2 separate regions of the Rattus norvegicus genome follow, and region 2 is linked to region 1. A link is a contact called in public Hi-C data. All regions are on one chromosome and are shown on one strand. The core of a region is the stretch at or near the end of the contact, and the rest is flanking DNA. Distances in the headings are between cores, read along the strand shown.

Evidence for each region. A called contact is a pair of places that touch in the nucleus more often than the background predicts.
Region 2: a Hi-C map of psoas muscle shows a contact between it and region 1, with 1.9 times the contacts expected there. The contact joins the promoter of Vwa3b here to the enhancer-like site in region 1. A contact is called at or near these places in 2 of 12 Hi-C or Micro-C datasets (the Rat2 cell line and psoas muscle).

The regions. Positions count from the first base shown.
Region 1 is chr9:46,576,924-46,580,078 of GRCr8, forward strand. The region is part of intron 4 of Tmem131 (transmembrane protein 131); the gene reads right to left. Among named protein-coding and RNA genes, the nearest start is that of Tmem131, 80 kb to the right of the region's middle. Within about 2 kb of position 1,513, at least 14 of the 93 cell types and tissues checked have an H3K27ac peak or open chromatin away from gene starts, as enhancers often do.
Region 2 is chr9:46,744,699-46,747,853 of GRCr8, forward strand. Vwa3b (von Willebrand factor A domain containing 3B) reads left to right here and starts at 1,644. Exons shown (of 28, transcript NM_001419961.1): 1 at 1,644-1,757. The coding sequence starts at 1,730.

The sequences.
Region 1 (3,155 bases), core at 263-2,762:
GCACATGAAGGCATCAGGGGCCAAGTCTGACAACTTGAATTCAATCCCCAAAACACACATGGTAAAAGCAAGACCCTCAAGTTGTCCCCTGACATCCACGTGTGGCCCCATACGAGTAAAATAAAAATAAAAATTAATAAAAAAAAATAAAAATTTAAAGTTTTTGATATTGGAAAGTGGGCTTCCTTCAACTTTAGTTTAAGGGTGTTTTGGATCAGATGGTTTGGGATCCTTTATATGTCTGTGAATTTTAAGATAAGGTTATCAATTTTACACAAAAGGACAGATGAAATTCTGATGAAGGACATATTCAATCTGCCATCTTAATTCTTGCATCCAACACACTAAGGAATGAGATGTCTGTTTACTTAGTGTTTAATTTCTCTTGTCATGGTTCTTAGGTTTTTTGTATGTCTTACTGTTCCTGTCAAAAGTTTGCGTTTAGGAGTTCTGTTCCCTTCGATGCTATTGTAAATGGACTTTGCCCATCCCCCACCCGGCTTTTGGCCAGGGTCTTTACTTAGTGCAGACCTCAGCCTCGAACTCATGCTCCCACCTCAGTGTTGAGCGACAGGCACCTGTTACCACTTCTGGCTGAAACTGTTTCTCTCTTTAAAAAAAAGATTATTCACTGCTTCTGGACAAAAATATAGTTATTTTTGTATGTTGAACTTTATTGAGCTTGCTACTTCTAGTAGCCTTAATATATTATATTTAGAGTGGGTATCAGGTCTATGGAGTAGGGAACACTTCCAAGTGGAGATGCTGGCTTCTTTTTCCATCTGCGTGCCAACAGCTTATTTTTCCCCTTCCTTATTGCCTGAATCAGAAGAATAAGATACAGAATGATTCCTATGGAAGCATACTGCATACCTCTCTTACATTCATGCATGATCTTATGGACCCCCTACCTACTGCTGAGGTCTGTGGGCACGTAGTGGAGGACTTCTGAGCCTATATATAGAAGGATGCTTCTGTGAAGTGTGTATTTATTTCCCAACAGAATCTTTGGCTTGGAGTCAGGGTGACACACCATACAGACCACACGAGAAGGGCCCTGTTTCTGTTGTTTGTGCCCCAGCCTGCTTTCAGGAAGCTGTCTTGACTGATTCATGCTGTTTGGCTTTTTCATACATGTACTCAAAATTCTTGTGTTTTTATTTTTGACTCTATTCAGACTTTCTACTTATTTACTTATCTTTGTAAGTAGAACAAGAGAGAAATAAACACATTCCTTGTATCTTGAAAGATACGCAGCACCACATATACTTTCTCTTAAAAATCCCGTTGTCCCTGTACAACTCAGAAAGACTGCAGGCTAAGTGGCTCTTGTCAGTTCCCCTGTGCTTCTGCTCTTGTCTGACTGTGGCACAAGCAGTCTCATCTAAGAGAAAGAGACGGTGAAGATGGACAGGCACTTCACAGTCTCCTTCAAACAGGGCTGTGGATGGCCTGCTACACAAGGGATCAGCAGACAAGTGTGGAGGTCCGAGTCTGGGAGTGACCAGGAGTGACTCACAATCGGCTGGGCCTGCCTCTTCTTGAGGCACTGAGGAGGAAATGTCCTGAACCGCCCTGAGTAGAGATAGGTCCTTGGGGAGAGAAGGGTTCTGGGAGCAGGAGTGATGAGGATAGACAAGATGGTGGGAGGCACCAGCAGGCTGCTACAGCTGTGCATATTCACACAATGCAGAGGCTTCCATTGTAGGAAGGGCCTTCCCCGCCCAGCCTGCCCTTTCCTCTCTTGGTCCAGAGTTCCCTGCATCACCTCTCCTTCTCTATGCTGCATTACTACCACAAGCTCACTAGTTAAAGGTAACACCCATTCATTACCATAGGACTTTTTTAAGACTGGCTGGTTTATCTGCTCAAAGTGTTACAAGGCTTTCTGCAAATTCTTCCGCAGGCTGGGTTCTTGTGCTGAACTCAAAAGTCCTCAGCTAAATGCTTTTAGTTGGTTGGTCGGACTCATGCTACTCTAAGCCTCTTGCCATACAGACCCTCTACTTCCAAAACCAGCAAAAAGAAACCTTGCTCCAAGTTCCTCTCCTACTTCAAATGTCCAACATTTCTGCTCCTCATTCTAAAGTCAGCCTTCGAAGGCTTTGGGACTAGGTCCAGTCCACACAGATAGCTCTCCATTTTAGGGGTCATAGGATTTAGAACCTTGGTTACTGTCTCATCTGGATTAGTGCTTGTAAAGCCAGGAGGTGTGTATATGTGTATTAGAACCTGGGAATTCTCCCAATCATCTGACAGTTCTGTCTACCACAAGCAGCATGTGTGATCTGCCTGGCTAGACAAGTTGAATTTAAAAATAAAGTTAAACAACTATCCAGTCCCTTGCCAGTGCTGGTCCTGTTTGTTTCCATTACTGGCTGCTCCAAACAGAGGAGTCAGAGAACAGTGGAAGAGTTATGGATGAACATAGACAGAGCAGTCGACATCTCTGTTCTCTGTGCTGCAAGACCGTACTGCCCAGATTCTAGACTGTCAGGACTCTAGAGGAGTCCAAGGTTCCAAAGAATTGGGAGGAGCTGGGAGAGTACGCTGCAATCCTGTGGCTGTGCCAGGGGTGCGTTTCCTCTATCATAGTGAGAAGATCCTGCAACTGCAGGAAACAGCTGCAGAAATGGTTTCCCAAATGCCCCTGGACAAAACTTCTGAATGAAAAAACAGCGTTCTGTTGAGCAGCCTCGGGCAGGAAGCTGGGCCAAATCAACATCAGCACTTTGTACAGCTCAGTCACCGCAAAGTCCCACGGCTCTCACAAACTGGTGTCATGAAAGCCAGCATGGAAGAATTAGAAGTGAAGGCCACAAGACACTAAACAACTCTTGGGAAAGGAGCCCCTTAATTTCCTTAGAATACCAGAAGGTGACGAGGGACAAAGACACACACTTCACATGCTGACTTCAAACTGAAGATTTGAAGCCAATTTTTCTGGACCTAATAATTATACAAACCAAAGAATTCAGTGAACCAAATTTCTACCCCAAACGTCCTTTACTGTTTGCAAAAAAATGTCTCGGGGTTGGGGATTTAGCTCAGTGGTAGAGTGTTTGCCTAGCAAGCTTCAAGGCCCCGGGTTCGGTCCCCAGCTCCAGAAAAAAAAAAAAATGTCTCAAAGATGTTGTTATGGAAACAGAAAACAC
Region 2 (3,155 bases), core at 394-2,893, 170 kb after region 1:
TATCCGAACACTGAAGCAAAACTTGGCTTATAGAATCTTTTTTTAAAAAAAGATTTATTTATTCGTGTACACAGTATTCTGCTTGCACGTCAGACGTCAGAAGAAGGTGCCAGATCTCATTGCAGATGGTTGTGAGCCACCATGTGGTTGTGGGATTTGAACTCAGGACCTCTGGAAGAGCAGTCAGTGCTCTTAACCGCTGAGCCATCTCTCCAGCCCTTATAGAATCTTTTATGAACAGATAGATCTTCATAAGTACATTTTTGCGTGAGTGCATGAAGAAAGGCAGATTTGCATTTTGAGTCATTTGTGTGATTGTAAGCCAAAACTAAATAAGCATTAAGTAGTGCGGTACAAAATTCCTATAGGAAAACTATCTGCAGATACACAAAAGCCACAGCTCTCGCCTTAAAGGGAATAAGAGAGTCTATTCTGGAGCCATTTTGAATGGCCATGGCAACACAGATTTAGTTTACCCCAAATCCCATGTTCCAACATGGAAGCAGTTTCATGAAGTATTTATAGCTTGGCAGAACAAAGAAAGTCATAAATCAAGGCAAATTTAAAATACCTTAGAGGGTACACCAGAGAGGTAGGTCCGGGGAGAGGGAGAGAGCTTTTCTACAGGTTCAAGATGCTGTGGGACATTCTTAGCCTTTGGATTGGTGGAGGCTAGTCGGCTGCTGAGTTAATAGAGTCTAAAAGAGTTCTATCTATTAGTCACAAGAAGTTCGGCCACTGAAGTGGGTAAGGAATGGCAGTCCCGGCGGGTTAAAACTGGCCCAAATAAGGTAATTAGCCTCCAGATAGGCAACGTTCCAACATCTCTTCAGAACGGAAATTCTTTTTTTTTTTTTTTAAGATTTATTTATTGTATGTATGTGAGCACACTGTAGCTGTCTTCAGACACACCAGAAGAGGGCATCGGATCCCATTACAGATGGTTGTGAGCCACCATGTGGTTGCTGGGAATTGAACTCAAGACCTCTGGAAGAGCAGTCAGCGTTCTTAACCACTGAGCCATCTATCTCTCCAGATCCAGAACTGAAATTCTAGTCAGTCAAAATCAGTAGCCACAGCAGTCGCTGACTGCAGACACAGTTTCCCTCTACCCTCCCCGCAGGAGTTTTCATTCACAATCTTTTTTGATCATGGCTGCTCTCGGTCCAAAGTTGCAATCTGGCAGAACTGTGAACGCTCATCTGACCACCCCTTCTAGCTGAGCACTTGTAACGAATCGCTCCAACTCCATGCAACGAATCCATCACTTTATAATACCGAAGGAGAAATCAAAACAAAAGGCGCGAACTAGGGTAATCTGCTGGAAGTAAAGCGAGAGAACAGACTTCCTTCGGTGGGCCAGTCTTCTGCTGCTTCTGCTCATCTGAGTATTTGTTAACCTAATTCTTAATATTTGCCACTGTCATCTGAGCCAGTGTTAGGAGCAGAGGACGAGCCTTAGGCTCCTTTCTTTTCGGTGGCCCCGGACGGTCCCAGTTGGTTCCGCAACACTAGCATCCCGCTCCCTCGCAGCCCCCAGCATCTCTTTACCCGCTCTGCGCTGGGCGCAGTGGTGGGCGGGGCCGGATCCCGAGCCATGCTGTGATTGGCGGTGTCTTAGCAACTGAGGCGATGTAGTTGTCAACAGAAACTGGACTCCTGCAACTCTGTGCCCGAGGCGGGGACCCTTCGCCAGCATCAGGGAGTCACAGCCTTGTCCAGCAGTGGGATGCTGGCCGCGCCCGCCTTCTGCTCTGGTTAGTGAGGCCCCGGAGGGTGGGAGGGTCGCTGACGCAGGCGAGCCGCCTAGCCCCGCAACTGACAGATTACTAAATTCCGGACACCGTCCTTCTAGCCCAGAACCTTCCAGCTTTGCAACTGGTTGTGTGGAAGAAGAAACAAGTTTGCAATTTCCGAGGTGGACCTCGCTTCTGCTGCGAAAGGGCAGAGGCCAGACCGCACCCACTTGAGAGCTGGAGTGTAGTCTAAGTCGTCGCCGACGCGTAGGAGCCCTTCTTACACAGAGGGTTTTCTCCATCACTCCTAGCAGAAGCTCGGCTCCCTAATGCCTGTCTATCCAGAGGCTAAAGGTAATCAGAGGATGTAGCACACTGATCGGTCTATTACAAACTTATCTCTTAGAAGCAACGATCAAAACTGGCAATCCAAACCCAAAGCCATCTTCTAGAGTGAAAAGTGTTTGCGACTTTTGAGTCTGGAGAAAAGAAAGCCTCTGCTTGCCTCTGGTTGGTCTTTGGGGGCGTTCACTTTCACTTTCTAGTATGGACTTTTAATTTCTTGGAGTCCTTTCTCATCTTCTTGGAAGCTCTCCTTTCCTTCTCAGCAATGACCTCACACCCCCACTCCCCCACCCCCATCCCCACGCGCCCAGTTTTCAATTCTCTGGTCTGTTCTCAACAGTGTGTCCCACAGACCATTTCAATCCCTTGACTCTGCCCACGTTTATCTGAGGCGATGATCTTAGCCTAGCTTTGCCTTTTAAGGACAGAAAGATTGGGGGTTGTTAAGAATTGTGACAGTATACATCAGAGAACATCCTCCCAGCTTCCTTTCTTCCCGGAAGAATCAGAGTTCAGAACTCCCACAAAATACTTCCCCAACTCCCACCCTCCGTACCCCTCCCTGCACAGATTTCTTCCTTCCTTCTTTCTTTCCTTCTTTCCTTCCTTTCCCTCTTTTTTTAGAAACTAGCATGATAAAAGAAAGTTTGGAGGTGTTGATCATAAGTTTACTAAGGATACAAACTGAATTAATAGTCTTAAGTGAGAGTCCAGGGCATGCAGGAACAATGATTGGGTAGCCCCGTGTGTGTGTGTGTGTGTGTGTGTGTGTGTGTGTGTGTGTGTGTGTGTGTGTTTATTCCCCAACTGGCTTCAGGATGAGAGTCCTCCTGCCTCAGTTTCCTAAGTGTTAAGATTATAGGTCTTAACTATCATCATCTTCCTACTTTCCCAGGAGCTTTTGCCTGTCCCAGGTACTCAATGACTCGTTGGACAATTCCAAGCTTTTAAGACTGAGAGCAACCAGAGGTGGTGGTATAAATGCTTGTAATCCCAGTACCCAGGAGGCTGTGGCGGCAAAGGGATGCTACAAATTCAATCTTGGTCTGAGCCACGTAGTCTCAAAATACCAAA